3 separate regions of the Mus musculus genome follow, and all the other regions are linked to region 1. Evidence: chromatin contacts called from public HiChIP or PLAC-seq data. All regions are on one chromosome and are shown on one strand. The core of a region is the stretch at or near the end of the contact, and the rest is flanking DNA. Distances in the headings are between cores, read along the strand shown. Region 1 holds the start of Ociad2 (OCIA domain containing 2). Region 2 has its middle 18 kb from the start of Slain2. Region 3 overlaps Tec (tec protein tyrosine kinase).

The links. HiChIP or PLAC-seq counts read pairs in DNA pulled down with a chosen protein or histone mark.
Region 2: a contact with region 1 is called in an H3K27ac HiChIP or PLAC-seq map of embryonic stem cells, with 2.6 times the contacts expected there. The contact joins the enhancer-like site here to the promoter of Ociad2 in region 1. A contact is called at or near these places in 2 of 39 promoter capture datasets (cranial neural crest and embryonic stem cells), 3 of 115 datasets of contacts at active chromatin or transcription factors (embryonic stem cells and pancreatic cancer cells) and 1 of 9 other capture datasets (adipose tissue).
Region 3: an HNF4G HiChIP or PLAC-seq map of pancreatic cancer cells shows a contact between it and region 1. The contact joins the enhancer-like site here to the promoter of Ociad2 in region 1. A contact is called at or near these places in 4 of 39 promoter capture datasets (hematopoietic stem and progenitor cells, liver and stem cell-derived epiblast-like cells), 1 of 484 Hi-C or Micro-C datasets (muscle stem cells) and 1 of 115 datasets of contacts at active chromatin or transcription factors (pancreatic cancer cells).

The regions. Positions count from the first base shown.
Region 1 is chr5:73,337,673-73,342,661 of GRCm38.p6, forward strand. It overlaps Ociad2 (OCIA domain containing 2), which reads right to left and starts at 1,275. Exons shown (of 7, transcript NM_026950.4): 1 at 859-1,275.
Region 2 is chr5:72,893,809-72,898,808 of GRCm38.p6, forward strand. No RefSeq gene overlaps it. Among named protein-coding and RNA genes, the nearest start is that of Slain2, 18 kb to the right of the region's middle. Within about 2 kb of position 3,278, at least 30 of the 459 cell types and tissues checked have an H3K27ac peak or open chromatin away from gene starts, as enhancers often do. A contact at or near this core is called in embryonic stem cells, where this site is marked.
Region 3 is chr5:72,849,578-72,854,135 of GRCm38.p6, forward strand. All of the region lies in intron 1 of Tec (tec protein tyrosine kinase), which reads right to left. Among named protein-coding and RNA genes, the nearest start is that of Tec, 17 kb to the right of the region's middle. Within about 2 kb of position 2,449, at least 82 of the 459 cell types and tissues checked have an H3K27ac peak or open chromatin away from gene starts, as enhancers often do. A contact at or near this core is called in hematopoietic stem and progenitor cells and pancreatic cancer cells, where this site is marked.

The DNA.
Region 1 (4,989 bases), core at 25-2,524:
TGGGCCTCCACTGTGTCATCTGAGACTTGGGCACAGCAGTCTTAAGCTGTGCAAGGATGGGGATGAGAAATGAAGACAGGACCAGGGCACAGTGATAGGTGTCTGAACAGTAGGGGAACAATTGTCAGAGTGGCTCTGGGCATCTTATTTTCTAGGAATTAAGACCCTAGGAAATCTTTGCCACCTATAGGCAAATTAGATGATTTTTTTTTTTTTTTTAAATTCCCAGTCAGACCCAGAGCCATCTCAAGAATCAGGAAGCAAGCAACCACACACCTCAGTGTTGGTGGGCTGGGTCTTCCAGAACCCAGTTGCTTGCTTTGAGCAAGCCTTACCTTCTGGGCACATGCGCGTGAACACACACGCACACACTCTCAGGTCTGGTGCCTGACCCAGTCTGTGGCGGGGGAGGGGAGGTTGGCCCAGAATCAGCTAGCTAGATTTAAAGGCTAGACCCTTCCAAGAAGGCTGCCTGCAAAACTCCAAGCTACACCCCTGCTTGGGGTCGCAGGAGTTGGTGGCACCTGGAGAGGAGCCAGGCAGGCAAGCGTTGGAGACTGGCTACGGCGGAGCGGCGGCGGTGCAGTCTGTGAAGGGCCTGCGCAAGTCCCCAGCACCCGGGAAGGAAAGCCAGCAGAGAAAGACACTGCCCCAGGCCACCTCTCCTGCCCGCACACCACCCTCTGTGGGCTCACAAGTGCGGGTGGGTGCTACCGAGGCGGAGCTGCGCACGCACGCGCACACACACACACACACACACACACACACACACACACACGACTGCAGACACCCCTCCCGCGCGCCGCACACGCCCACCGCCCCAACCCGAACCCCAGGGCCCCTCTCCTCTCCCCTCACCTTTTTTCTTGGCGATCTTTCCTTTCTTCCCTCCTTCCTCTTCCTTCCAGCGCTCGCTCCTCCCCGCACCTCTGCGCGTCGCTAGCTCAAGACTCAGCAAGTGCAGCCCGCCCCCACTTGCAGTCTCATTCTCTGTTGGTGACACTGGGAGAATCCAGCACTTTCCAGAAGCCCCCACTTCTCAGTCTCTTCCTAACACTTGCTATACTCTACCTCATTGTTTTTCACGTGACTCCGTCCTCCCAACAAAAACACAGGCGACTCCAACTGTTTCCCTGAACCCCCTCTCTGGGCGGATTTAAGCATTCACCTCAGAACAAAAGCACTGTGCTGCGGACAGCCGGGACAGCCCGGTAGGGTCCCCAACCCCGAGGGAGTCAATTACAGCCCACCTTGGTTCCTTAGCCTTCTTTTGCCAAGCTTTTACCCTCCCAATGGCTAGCCTATGAGGGGAAGGCACTGAGTGTGTGTGTGTGCGTGCGTGCGTGTGTGTGTGTGCGCGCGCGCGCGCGTATATCCTAGTATGTGTGACTATAAATGAGTGCCTATGTATGTGAGAATGTGCAAGTATATATGTGAACACATATGAGTATATATGTGTGTCTCTGTGTGTATGTATGTAAATATATGTTAGCATAAACCTGTGCCTATATTATGTGAGTGTGGGTAAGTGTATATATGAGCGTATACATGTATGTATGTATGTCTATGTAATTGTATGTGACTGAGTGTAAGTATATGTGTGTTAGTGCATTTGATGGTGTCTAGGAGTATGAGAGGGTGTGCATGTATGTGAGTGGTGGTGTGTGAATGCATGTATACATGTGTGAATGTGTATCTATGTAAATGTATGTGTGTGTTGTGAACAAGAATTTCCAGAAAGACGCTCTGTCTGCAGAGACTGACTGACTGACCAGTCTTGCAGTGCTGAGGGGGGAAATTTGGAAGTTGCAATTCCAGAGGCAACTTATATTTTCTAGCTTTAACCCCCACAACGGGGCTTCCTTACCCACCCCTCTGTCCAAACTAACATCCTGTGACTAACAGTTCATTTCCTGCTGCCCACAGAGATCAGAAGAGGGCATCGGGACCCCCCACCCCCACCCCCCGGAATTGGAGTTACAGATGCTTGTGAGCTGCCAAGCGGGTGCTGGGAACTGAACCCAAGTCCTCTGCAAGAACAACAGGTGCTCTTAGCCACTGTGCCATCTCTCCAGGCCCTGTCCTGGCCTTTTCTACCCTGGCCTCCAGCCTGGCTGGAAAAAGACCCTCTTCTCTTTCACACTCAGGAAAAGTTGTGTCCTCTCAGGGTACTTATCACCATAACAGTCCACTGGGGAAATGTACAGTGGAGAAAGCACCACCCCTGCTTGCTTTTAGTTGACTTTATACCCATTTCAGGAGGTCACCAAGCCCAGCAATGTGTCCTTTGGCCTTCCAGATCAGATTTCTGCTCAGCTCTATATACAGACATGTTAATCATTTAAAGATCGGTCCTCTGAAATTGGCAATACAAGATTGATTACGCCTCCACCTTCCTGCCCCCACCCTCCAGAGCTGGGTGGTTAAGAGCACTTGCCGCTCTTCCAGAGGACCAGAGTTAGGCTTGAAAGAACTTGAAACTCCACTCTAAGGGACAAGACTCCTTCCTCTGGTCTCTGTGGGCAGATGTGAGCACTTGCACACACATACACATGACTAAAATAACTTTTTTTTAAAAAAAAGATATTGCTGGTTTAGTTGATTCTCCATCCCTAGTAGACAGCGGCAGACTCTCCCTGTGGCGTTTCATTTTCCCTTGACCCAATTTGACTCTCAAATTAAAGGTAACGTAGGCCTGCTAATTTTATTTTCTGTTACCAGAAGTCAGAAATAAGCCCCTGTGGTGCTGTGGTTTTCAGAGCTGCGCTTTCTAAGTGTTCTTGCGAAGTAGATGAGCCATCTCCCTTACACCTCACACAAACCTTCAAAGTGGCATTTACCCTACACCATCTTGCTGCACTGAGTGTCGGAGTATGTGTGCCTCATTTGCATATCCACTTCCCACCAGAATGTTCCAGTAAAATGCTTTAAATAGCTAGAAATTACCCTTGGTCACACTTATAGCACAAACTCCTTAAATAGTACTTGGTTGGCTACTCTGGTACATCTGTGTGCAAGCATGTACCCCTTATAGCACAAACTCCTTTAATGAGCCTTGTTTGACCATGCTGGTACATCCGTGTGCAAGCGTGCTCGAAGTGACAAGGCACGAGGCAGTTCCACAAAGGAGTGACCTTCAATGAAACACTAGAATAAAAGAACCCCGGGCTTGGCCCTGAAAGTCTTACCCGTGGAATGAAGTCTGTGTTGGTCCTTACTTCAGCATTGTGTAGGGCCTGAGGATCATGGCTGCATAGCTGATACTCAGAGGTTAGTTTAGCATGTGCCAAGCTACTCAGGGCAGGCTCCAGTGTGAACCATCTCTGCAGTCCCGTGTTGTTTCCAGGCAACATCTAGATTCATTAGCTGGGCTTGCATGATTCAGCCCTCAGGTCCTCTGAGGGAGAGGCTGAAAGACTCATACTCCCTCCTTTCTGCTTTTTTGCTCAGCCTGGTCCAAACTTGGTCTGCTTCTTCATTCTCCTTTCATTTGTAAAAGACTCAGCCTTGAGGTCAGTTCGTGGAAAACCTATCTACAATTTAAGACACATAGGGGTGTAGTGACCAACATTCCTAATGACAGCTGCTAGGTACAATACTCGGTGCTAAACTTCCCTCCGTGATGCCTAGAGGTCTTCAGTCAGCAGTCCTTCCCCAACCTAAGCTTCTCCTAAGAGAAGGCCCTCCCCGCCCAACTCCTCCTCCCCCAACCTAGGCCCCCTTCCCCAAGACAGTCAATCATTCTGCAGTGGATGCCTGCCAGCCCATCTTCCCCAACTGTGCCATGTATGTCATTCCTAGTAAGTGTAACACACACCATATTTTCAAGCACCTCCCTCCAGGTACTTGGATTCTTATCTTTCATGTTTCTGTAACAAATTACCCAGGACTGACCATTTTAAAAATAAAGAATAGAGAAATAAAAATATAAAGAAAAGAGCCAGGTGTGGTGGTGTACATTTCTTTTTTGTTTTTTGTTTTGGGTTTTTGTTTTTTTGTTTTTTGTTTTTTGTTTTGAGACAGGGTTTCTCTGTGTAGCCCTGGCTGTCCTGGAACTCAATCTGTAGACCAGGCTGGCCTCGAACTCAGAAACCCATCTGCCTCTGTCTCCCAAGTGCTGGGATCAAAGGCGTGTGCCACCACTGCCCGGCGGTGGTGTACATTTCTAATCCCAGCACTTGGAAGGCAGAGGCAAGTAGATCTCTGTGAGTCTGAGGCCAACCTGGTGTACATAGCCAGTTCTAGGATATCCAGAGCTGCATAATAGACATTGTCTGGAAGAGAGAGAGAGAGAGAGAGAGAGAGAGAGAGAGAGAGAGAGAGAGGCAGAGAAGCAGAGACACACAGAGAGATAGAGAATCAGAGACAGAGAGACAGAGATAGGCAGAAGAGGAGAGAGAGAGAGGGGGGAGAGAGAGAGAATATATTTTTAGAAACATAAGTTTCCAAATCATGTTTAGAAATCAACATAATTTCACTTTGGAAAACTTAAGCCAGGGCAACTCCACAGCTTCTGGTAAGGATTTAATTGGGGGGGGGGGAGGCATCATGACACAAAGCCAGAGCACAGGAGCTAGGCTTGGTAATTTCTTTTATAACAACTCCCTCACAAGAACTAAACACGGTCCCATGAAAACAACCTTAATGCTGTCTGTCCAAGAGTGGCCCTGTGTCCCAGTACTGCCACTCTGAGGACACAAAAACCCTTGAGGATTGGTGTGTGTGAAGATTTCCCTCAAGTCACTCCCCAAGTCACGGCAGTATCTCCAGGTCTCAGGTTATCTCTAGCAGAAACTCACTGCAGACCTGTGGGAGGGGACAATGACTCAATTACACAGCCAGGAGGTAGCAGGGCTGCAAGCCCAGAACCCCTTGCTTCTTCACACCACCACCTGCTGTCCTCATGGCAGAACCAGCAATGTCACTCACCGTCACTTTCTCCCTCTTGTAAGCCCCTTGAGGGCTGATCTGTCGGGCGAACAGCCTATG
Region 2 (5,000 bases), core at 2,028-4,527, 440 kb before region 1:
GTGCTTGGTGTCTTTTTGTTAATTACAAAAAGACAGTTCCTGGAGGGCCCAGAAACTGGATTTAAAGTCTGAAGCCTTCGTTCTGGCATCACAGGGTTAATGCTGTACTTTGTCAAGGGAACTGGCCCAGAAGTCCAAACGAACTGTGTAGGTTAGCCGATCTTGCACTATCAAGATCACCTTATCACCTTAAAGTTGATCTAAGAAGTGGAGATAGATACAGTGGGAGAGACCCTTCCCTCACATCCTGAAAAAAATTTTTTATGAATTTGTTAAAAATTGGAGAAATGACTCAGCTGTCAAGTGCACTTGCACTCTTCAGAGGACCTGCAAAATCGTTGTCACTCCAGTTCCCCGAAATCTGGCGCCCTCTTCTGGCCTCCTCTGGCACTGCACGCACGTGGTATACAGACATCCATGGGGGCAAAATACCCATACATAAAATCTTCACTAAAATAAGCAGAAATCACCCCAATCATAGCTCTTTGGTATAATTTCTTCCTACTTATTCTATGCTTTTGTTTGTTTGTTTGCTTGCTTGCTTTTGAGAGAAAGATGCTTGCTATGTAACCTAGGCCGACCCCACATTCTTGATCCTCTTGGCTTAGCTAATCCCAGTGTGCTTACAAACATATCCCATCATAGCCAGGCTTCAGCACTAGTTTCTTCTGTACTTTCATAAAATTTGTCTTTATGATAGTATATACCTTTAATGTTTTGCTTCTTCTTAGCAATAATAGAAGCGTTCTTTCGTTCAATTATTTTAGAACATTAGAGAAAGCATAGGTGTGTCCCAATTTAATAAGGTATGGAATATTTTTTACATGGAGGTTTTTTCCTGTTGTTTAATACTGTGGGTTTTGCTGAAGCAAGCACATATTTTATACATATACATATTGTGATTGTTTGTATATTCTTGGGCCAGCAAGTGGCACTATTAGGAGGTATGGCCTTGTTGGAGTAGGTGTGTCACTGTGGGTGTGGGCTTTAATACCCTAGTCCTAGCTGCCTGGAAGTGAGTCTTCTCTTAGAGGCCTGCAGATGAAGATGTAGAACTCTCAGCTCCTCCTGCACCATGCCTGCCTGGATGTTGCCATGCTCCTGCCTTGGTGATACTGGACTAAATTTATGAACCTGTAAGCCAGCCCCAATTAAATGTTGTCTTTATAAGAGTTACCTTGGAGCTGGGCATGGTGGTGCACGCCTTTAATCCCAGCACTCGGGAGGCAGAGGCAGGCAGATTTCAGAGTTCGAGGCCAGCCTGGTCTACAAAGTGAGTTCCAGGACAGCCAGTCTCGAAAAAACAAACAAACAAACAAACAAAGAGTTACCTTGGCCATGGTGTCTGTTCACAGCAATAAAACCCTGAGACACATATTTTTCCACATCAAGAAATACTTGGATCTCAGATAGGGTGCCATTACGTCTGTGAGGACTGCAGAACTCTTGGAGCAAAGTGCTCTGGGAAGAGCTTGCTATCATTCACACTTGCCTCAGTCTTTCTTGTATTAACATCGCTGCACATCCACAGACGAGGTAAGAAGAAATAGGGAATGGGGGCAGGGTGAGAGGACAAGCCAGGTTAGCTTGTCACCTGAGCGCGAGCGAGCTTTCGTTTCTGGCTCCTGTCCCTGAGCGTGAAGATGCGGTCAGGCTATTTGCTTGTCCTGATTCTCTTGGAGACCTTTGGCCTTGTTTTGTGCACATATCTGGGGAAGCTCGAGATCTTGGACTGTAGAGTGCTACACAGGGCGCTGCTGGCATTCAGTTACGTCACTTGGTGGGAAGATGATGGAAATTAAATGGCTCAGGCTGGATGCTCTGGAGAAACCTCTGGCCATCCTTCTCACCCAGCCCCCCGGTGAATGAATGAAGCCGTCACCCCTGTACCCTGCCCGCCACCTACTGCCTCTCCTCTCTCATTAGCTTGTTGGAGTCATTCTCACTCAAATAAACACAGAGCTTTCCATAAATAACCTTCAAATCCATTCTTCAACCAGAGTGATCTGCCTAAAGCACAAATAGCCCTGTAACCCATTCTAGATGCCCGTGTGATGCCTCATTGCCCATAGAATAACCACCAAGCTTATTCTCCTGAACACAAGGTGTCACAGCCGCCATTCCCTGCTGGCTAGCGCTCTTGTTTCTTATCCCTACCCACAGCAATTAGTGCCACGAGCAGCCAGCTGCTTTAACTGCAGCTCACACCACACACACACACACACACACACACACACACACACACACACACACACATACCATCCATCTCTTGCCTCTGAGTCCCTCAATCCCACCACCCAGCATACCCTCCCTCTCTCCTGGATGATGACTATGTTATAATAGAGTCTACGCAAAATACTCTTATTCCACTGGGCGTGCTGGTTCTTGTCCGTAATCTCAGCACTTGGAGAGGTAAGAATGAGAATCAGGCATTCAAGCCTCATAATGAGTTCAAGTGGAGATCAGCCTGAGATTAGTGAGACTTGTTTCAAGACACATGTACACACACACACACACACACACACACACACACGTGCACAAAAAATACATATACATGCACACATACATACACACATGCACACGCATACTTATGTGTATTCTTTTTTTTTTTTACAAACATAATAATTGCCCTGCTCTGATTATTACCCAAAATACAGGTGGCCTCTTGGTGTGATATTCCCTGGTGACTCCGAAATCACACTGGCCATTGTGGTCTATTTTGAGAAATCACACTGGCCATATGGTTTATTTTGAGCAGTAGAACGCAAGCAAGTTATACTCATCACTTCCAAGTAGACACTTCAAAAAAAGGAGTGTGACTTACAGTGCCTGTTCTCTGTCCCTTTCTGTTTTTACTGTTATGAGGTCAGTAATATTCTAGAGGCTTCTAAGCACCTAGAGTGAAGTCAGTATTCAAAACCTGCCAATGACATGACCTGAGACACATCTCAGTGGGTGTAAGCGCCTGGCCTTTTAGAGTCCTTTGCGTGTCTTATTTAGAGTCCACAATAGTGGATCCTGACGCTGGCAATTGTCTGCTATCCTTATCACTGGGCCTTATCTCTCCCGAGGTTCTGTGGTAGCTGCACCGCCACACAACGCTAGACAATACAACCTCCTATTGGAGGAAGTCCCTAGTTCAAGACTTTTGGCAGGAGGCAGGCTTTACCTCCCACTAAGGAAGTTAAAAATAGCAAACACTTGTTCCCCACATTCCTCCTAGTGAGGGAACAGGCACGTGACCTAAGGTCATCCTTAGAAGCGTCCCACTTAGGGCTTTGGAACCTTGATACAAAGTGGGAACAATGTTGCACAGCGCAGGTTCTATGGCTGCCGGTTGTATTCTCCATCCAGGGAAGTAATAGCAAAGAACACCGAGCCAGGGTCACAGTGTGCATTGTGTAGCGATAAGATTAGCAGAACGTTCCAGTTGAGCGACCCGCCTGGGTTGTCGACTTCTCAGTCCTCCTGGCTCCTGTTCACTTTCTGAGCCTCCCAGGAGCCTCTCCTACAGTTCTCTCAGTAACTCTGATATACCCAAGATCCTTCCAGTCACCGCCTCCGATTCCCCTCAGATTCTCTAGCTGTTTCAAGAGCCCGTAACTGAGAATCTTGTTCCCAGGAATCCCCAGGACCCAAAATGATGCAGGGTCCATATGGAATCATGGTTTTATTTTATGTATGCCTGTGCACCCCGTGCATGCATTGCCTGTGGAGGACAGACAAAGGTGTCAGGTCCTCTGAGACTAGAGTTATAGACAGTTGTCAGATGCCATGTGGGTGTTGAACCAGAAGACTAGCCAGTTGTCTTAACTGCTGAGCCATCTCTTCAGCCCCTCCAACCACATTCAAAGAGTCCAATTTGGCATCTTCCAAAAATCTTACTTATTTACCAAGATCAGACCTCACACTGTAGTCCAACCTGACCTCAGATTCCTAGCAATCCTCCTGCCTCAGCCTCCTAGGCAAAAACCTATTTTTTTAAAAAAAGATTTTTATTGTAATTTATCTGTCCACTAGAATGAATGGGTGTGTGTGTTTGTGTGTGCCCTTGGAGGCCAGATTCCTTGGTCTAGAGTTACATGTAGTTGTGAGCTATCACAGGTTCTTGGAACTGTACTGGGGTCCCCTAGAAGAGTAGCAAGCATGATTAACCACTGAGTCATCTCTCCAGAGGCCCCCAGATGATCTTTGAAAAGCCCTAGTCCTTAATTCTTCTGGTGAGCATTAAAGGGAATCCCACCCCTGAGCTGTACTCAGCCACACTATTCTCTTTCTCTACACTGCTTCACTCCGAGAAGGCTCCTCACGGCTGCCCCACCCCAGCCTCCGGCCGTCCAGTGCCTGCAGCTCTTCTCCTTTTACCACCCCCACCCCCACCCAGGCCCCCACTGTCTTGGCTCACTGTTATCAATGACATCTTACAGCGACTGGCTGGGTCCTTCCTTCTTTGTTTCACCTCCCAGATCTTGTTACCCCTTCTCATTTCCCCAACGCTGCATCATGAATTCTGCAAGTCTGAGAATCAAATTGACCACAATTCTCTGTAAAGGTGTATCTCCCAGGCCATAGCCACCTCCTAACTTCTGTAACTTGCACCAGGCTACTGTTGCTTTTATTAAATTGGGGACATCCTAACATCCAAGAATGGAGAGCCACTCTTGAAAACCTGCATTTCCAGGTTGAAAAAAAAAATGTGGTGTGCTGAAGAAATGGCTCAGCAGTTGAGAGCACTTGCTGTTCTTGCAGAGGCCCTGGGCTGGCTCCCAGCACACACATCAGGTGGCTCACAGCCCCCTGTTACTCCAGCTCCAGGGGATCCGGATCCAATGCCTTCCTCTAACCTCTGTGGGCATACATATCATACACACAGTGCACATACAGACATGCAAACACAGGCAAGCAAACATACACACACATACAATGTGCACATACAGACAATCTCGCATGCACACACAGAGAACAACATTGATACCCCATTTCTTCAATGTAAGAATCAG
Region 3 (4,558 bases), core at 1,199-3,698, 490 kb before region 1:
CAACAAGACGGCATCTAATCCCTCCTAAACAGTCTACCAATGGGAACACATTCAAATATATGATCCTTCAAAGGGCTCTTCTCACTCAACCCCACCACAGGAGACATCACTAGTGTGAGAAGGTCTTTGAGCACAGTAGGGAGTGTTTTTCCTGAGTTTGGGTCCCAGTACTCAAAGAAACAAACAAAGAAAACAGAAAAGGAAAATTTGTGAATGTACATGTGAGTGTATTTGTCCGAGTGTGTGTACCTGTTGGCTGGGCCTAATGCACACTCACTAAAATTGCCCAGAAGGACCTCAGACACTCTCAAGTTGACAGAAGAAACTGTTTCAACAGCAGACATACGCTTTCACTCCAAATTAACCATTGAGTACACGGAGACATACACCTGAAGGTCAGACATTGAATAAAGCGTATTCTGAATTTTCAGACCATCCTTTCTGGCATTCACGTAGTACCCTGTCTTCAGTACACCCCACCATCTCTACGAATCGTGCCCTGGCACAGTGTATCATTTACAATCCCCTAAAGAAACCACCAGTTTGATCCACTTACACTTCCAAGTACCATGTTTATTCTTGAAACTCGGGATTAGCTTTCCTGTCAGTCTACCTCCCCTCACATTCTTTCTCCTCCAACCCCTCCCATTAGGCTCTGTCTGTCTACCAAGACTGTGCCTGTCAATCTCTAAGGATGTCCACGTAACCAGACCCTGCTTCTTAATTCACATCCTACTGGCTCCATTCAACACATGTAGGTGTTTCCCCATCCCTGGTCCCATGGCACAGACATTCCCTATATTTCTTTGGTCCTAGACGCTGCAGCTTCTCAGCCTTTGTGCTGGTTTGAACGGGATTGGCCCCCACAAACACAAATATTCGCATGCTTGGTCCTCGGTTGGTGAATTATATGAGATGGATTAGAAGGATCAGGAGATGTAGTTCTGCTGGAGGAAGCATGGTCTTGTTGGAGGAAGTGTGTCACTGAGGGTGGGTTTGCTAGGCCCAGTGTCTGTCTGCCTCTGTCTCTGCCTCTCTGTCTCTGTCTCTCTGCCTTTCTGTGTCTCTCTGTTCTCTCTCTCCCTCTCTCTCCTGCATGCTGTCTATAGATCAAGAGGTAAACGCTCTCAGTTACTTCCCCAGCACCATGCCTACCTGTGTGGTGGTGTCATGCTCTCCAACATGATGATAATGGATTAACCCTCTGAAACTGTAAGCCAGGCCCCCAATTAAATGCTTTCTTTATATCAGAGGAGTTGCCTCGATCATGGTGTTTCTTCACAGCAATAGAACATGGACTAAGACGGCCACTTTGCTGTTTCCCCTTTTCTATTTTACTTCTCAGGCAGGAGTGCCGGATTCCATCTGAGGCCTGCTTTGTTTCCACACCTAGACACTCCCTTTATGGTTAGCCTCGCATCATGCCATGGCTTCAAATACAGTCTCTAGGGATGCCTCTGAAATCTACTTGCTCGGCCCTTAATTCCTCAAGAACTTCATCTTTTACATCCACCACAACCCTCACCCCTTCATCTCAGTTCCTATCAGTTATCTCAGAACTTCAGGGACCCTATCAAACCTGTCCTGCCCCAGGCCTTGTTATCCGAGTAAATGCTTCACTAAATCCAGAGCTCAAAGCTGGGAAGTTCATTTGATTCTCACCAACATACACAACCTCTCCGGTCTTAAATCCAATTGCTCGGCATGTTCTTTGAACCATAAATACAAACCACTTTCTGAGTCTATTCGACTCTCTCTTTCATTCCTCCCCACTAGTATTCACACTCCTGACCTTGGCCTGACCTTGGTTTCTCGTATTCTCCTCACACATGAGTGCCTGCCTCTTGCCAGACCCTCCCACGCTGACTATGAAGACCCTCAAACAACCTGCGTTGACAGACAGGACAGAAGCAAACTTAACCAAAGGTATGATCTTAAGACACTCTTGCTTGTTGTACCTCTGTCTTTGGTCCTTTGCCACGGTCATTAAAAAGGTGACTGAGAAGAAGCCCACACTAGGCTCCTAGAGAAGGATCAGGGACTTACGGGACAGAACAGAGCCATGCCAGCAAAGTCATCTTAAAGCAGGTGACATCTGGTCCTCCCCAAAAGAGGTAAGAACCCAGACAGCATGGCAAAGCTACTGAACTAAACCACAGCCACCACAGGTACACGGGCTAGTTTAGTCAAGAGCAACAGAGCCCAACTCAGAGCAGGAAAATGATATAAACAGCCCACAAACTCCTGAGCAACAGTGGACCGTTGTTGTATGCTGCTGAGTGTATGGGGTGTGTCTCACACAGCATTACTGCAGTGATAACTGATAAAACTGCAACCACCATCATAATCTTATCAAAACTCCCGCAATATCCCCAGTGGATCTCACCACTTCCTTATCTCCTCGTACTAGTTTCTCCATTCACCAGTCAACACAATCTTCTAAAAGCATGAGTCATGACCATGTTGCAATCCCTGTTTATATGCTTACACTAAAAGCCACTTTAACCTAGCCTACCTCCAACTCCAACTGTATTTAGTACCCACCCCCACACTGACCCATCATGATTTAAGCATTCCTTCTTCTTCCAACAGAGAAATCCATGCGCTCTCCTTCTTCCTATGAATGTTCCATCTATCTATATCTCTTTATCTCTTTCTTCCCCTTTCTTTCTCCACCCCATCTACTCATTCTAATTTGAATGTTACTTTACATGTCACTTTCACAAAAAGGCATTGCTTTGACGACCCGCAACATTGACCAACAGTTGGCAGAACTATCCTCACCTAGGAGAGACAAGCCTCTGATCTAGATTATGTTAAACTGAGGTGGGAAGACCCACTTTGTGGGTTACACCATCACCCGGGCTGGATCCCTGGGATGAATAAGATGAAGGCCAATGAGCTGAGGACCAGCATGTATCATCTGGTCTCTGCCTCCTAGCCGGGGATGCAATGTGACCAGGGGCCTCCAGCTCCTGCCACCAGACCTTTCCTGCTGTGATGAGCTGCACTCTTGTGAGCTGACACAAACCGTTCCCTGTGATGCTTTAGTCACAGCAACAGGAGAGGTAACGCATGCACTGCCAGATCTAAACTACACAGACTAGCTGGATAAAAGCCTGTAATCCCAGCCCTGGGGGAACTGAAGGAGGAGGGCTGCAACTTCAAGTCCAGCCGAGGCTAACTAGGAAGGCCCTATCTCAAAAAAAAAAAAAAAAAAAAAAAAGCAGTGGGAACTGAGAGCTGCCTCAGTGGTTAAGAGCACTGGCTGCTCTTCCAGAGGTCCTGAGTTCAATTCCCAGCACCCATATGGGGGTTCACAACTGTCCTTAACTCTAGATCCAAATCTGATACTCCATCAGGCACATACATACATTCAGCCAAGATACCCAGACACATAAAATAAAAATAAATATTTAAATAAATAAACACACAATCAAACCTTATAACTGAGAAAATAAAATATCCAGTCCATTTTATTCTGCTTAATTTGCATTCTTAGCATTATACTGTGATGTTTTTCTTGATTCTGTGTCTTTTACTAAGTATCCTCTTGCAATTGGTTGTTAAGTTTCACAAGAATAATATCCAAGAACGTGTGCCCACCTCTAGATCCTCAGCTCCTAGAGTTCCGTCACCTAGTTGGACATTCATAAAGGCTGTGAGAGATCTCCCTGGCTTAGTTGTTCAGGGAGTGGATCAGCTCCTTTGTGAGAGAAGGTCTGTATTTTGTATATTTTATTTGTGTCCCTGTATGAGTGTATGCTGTGTACGCAGGCTTCTGTGTGCATGCATGTGTGGTGTCTTTCTGTCTTTTTGTTTGTTTGTATGGTGGATTTGTTTAGTTTTGTTGAGATTAGTCTCACGAAGTAGCCCTGCCTGGCCTTGAACTTGCAGTGTTCCTCTTGGCCTCCTGAGAGCTGAGATGAGAGTTGTGTACAGGCATCTGGCTGAAAGTCAGTTTTTACAAAGGTGACAAGCTAAAATGGAGAAGAGAAAAGACACACTGACTCTGCCAGTTTGAACCTGAAAATAAACATTTCCTGTTGCACAGAACAGGCTCAAAACAGCCTAAAATAGAAGTATGGCTCTGCCCTTACAAGCTGTGTAAAATGGACACCGTACTCAGGCTCTGAGCTTCCTTCCTTGTTTATGAAACAAGGTAGTAATTACTACCTCACAGGGCTGAGAAATTAAAGAAATGCATAGAAAGTACTTGGCCAGGCACATGGTTACTGATATGATTAATAGAGATCCTATACTATACTGATTAATAGAGATCCTTACTATACTGACTAATAGAGTTCCTATACTATACTGATTAATAAAGATCCTATACGATACTGATTAATAGAGATCCTGTGCTAACTGACTAATAGAGATCCTATACTATACTGATTAATAGAGTTCCTATACTATACTGATTAATAGAGATCCTTACTATACTGATTAATAGAGTTCCTATATTATACTGACTAATAGAAATCCTATACTATACTGATTAATAAAGATCCTATACTATACTGATTAATAAAGATCTTATACTATACTGATTAAT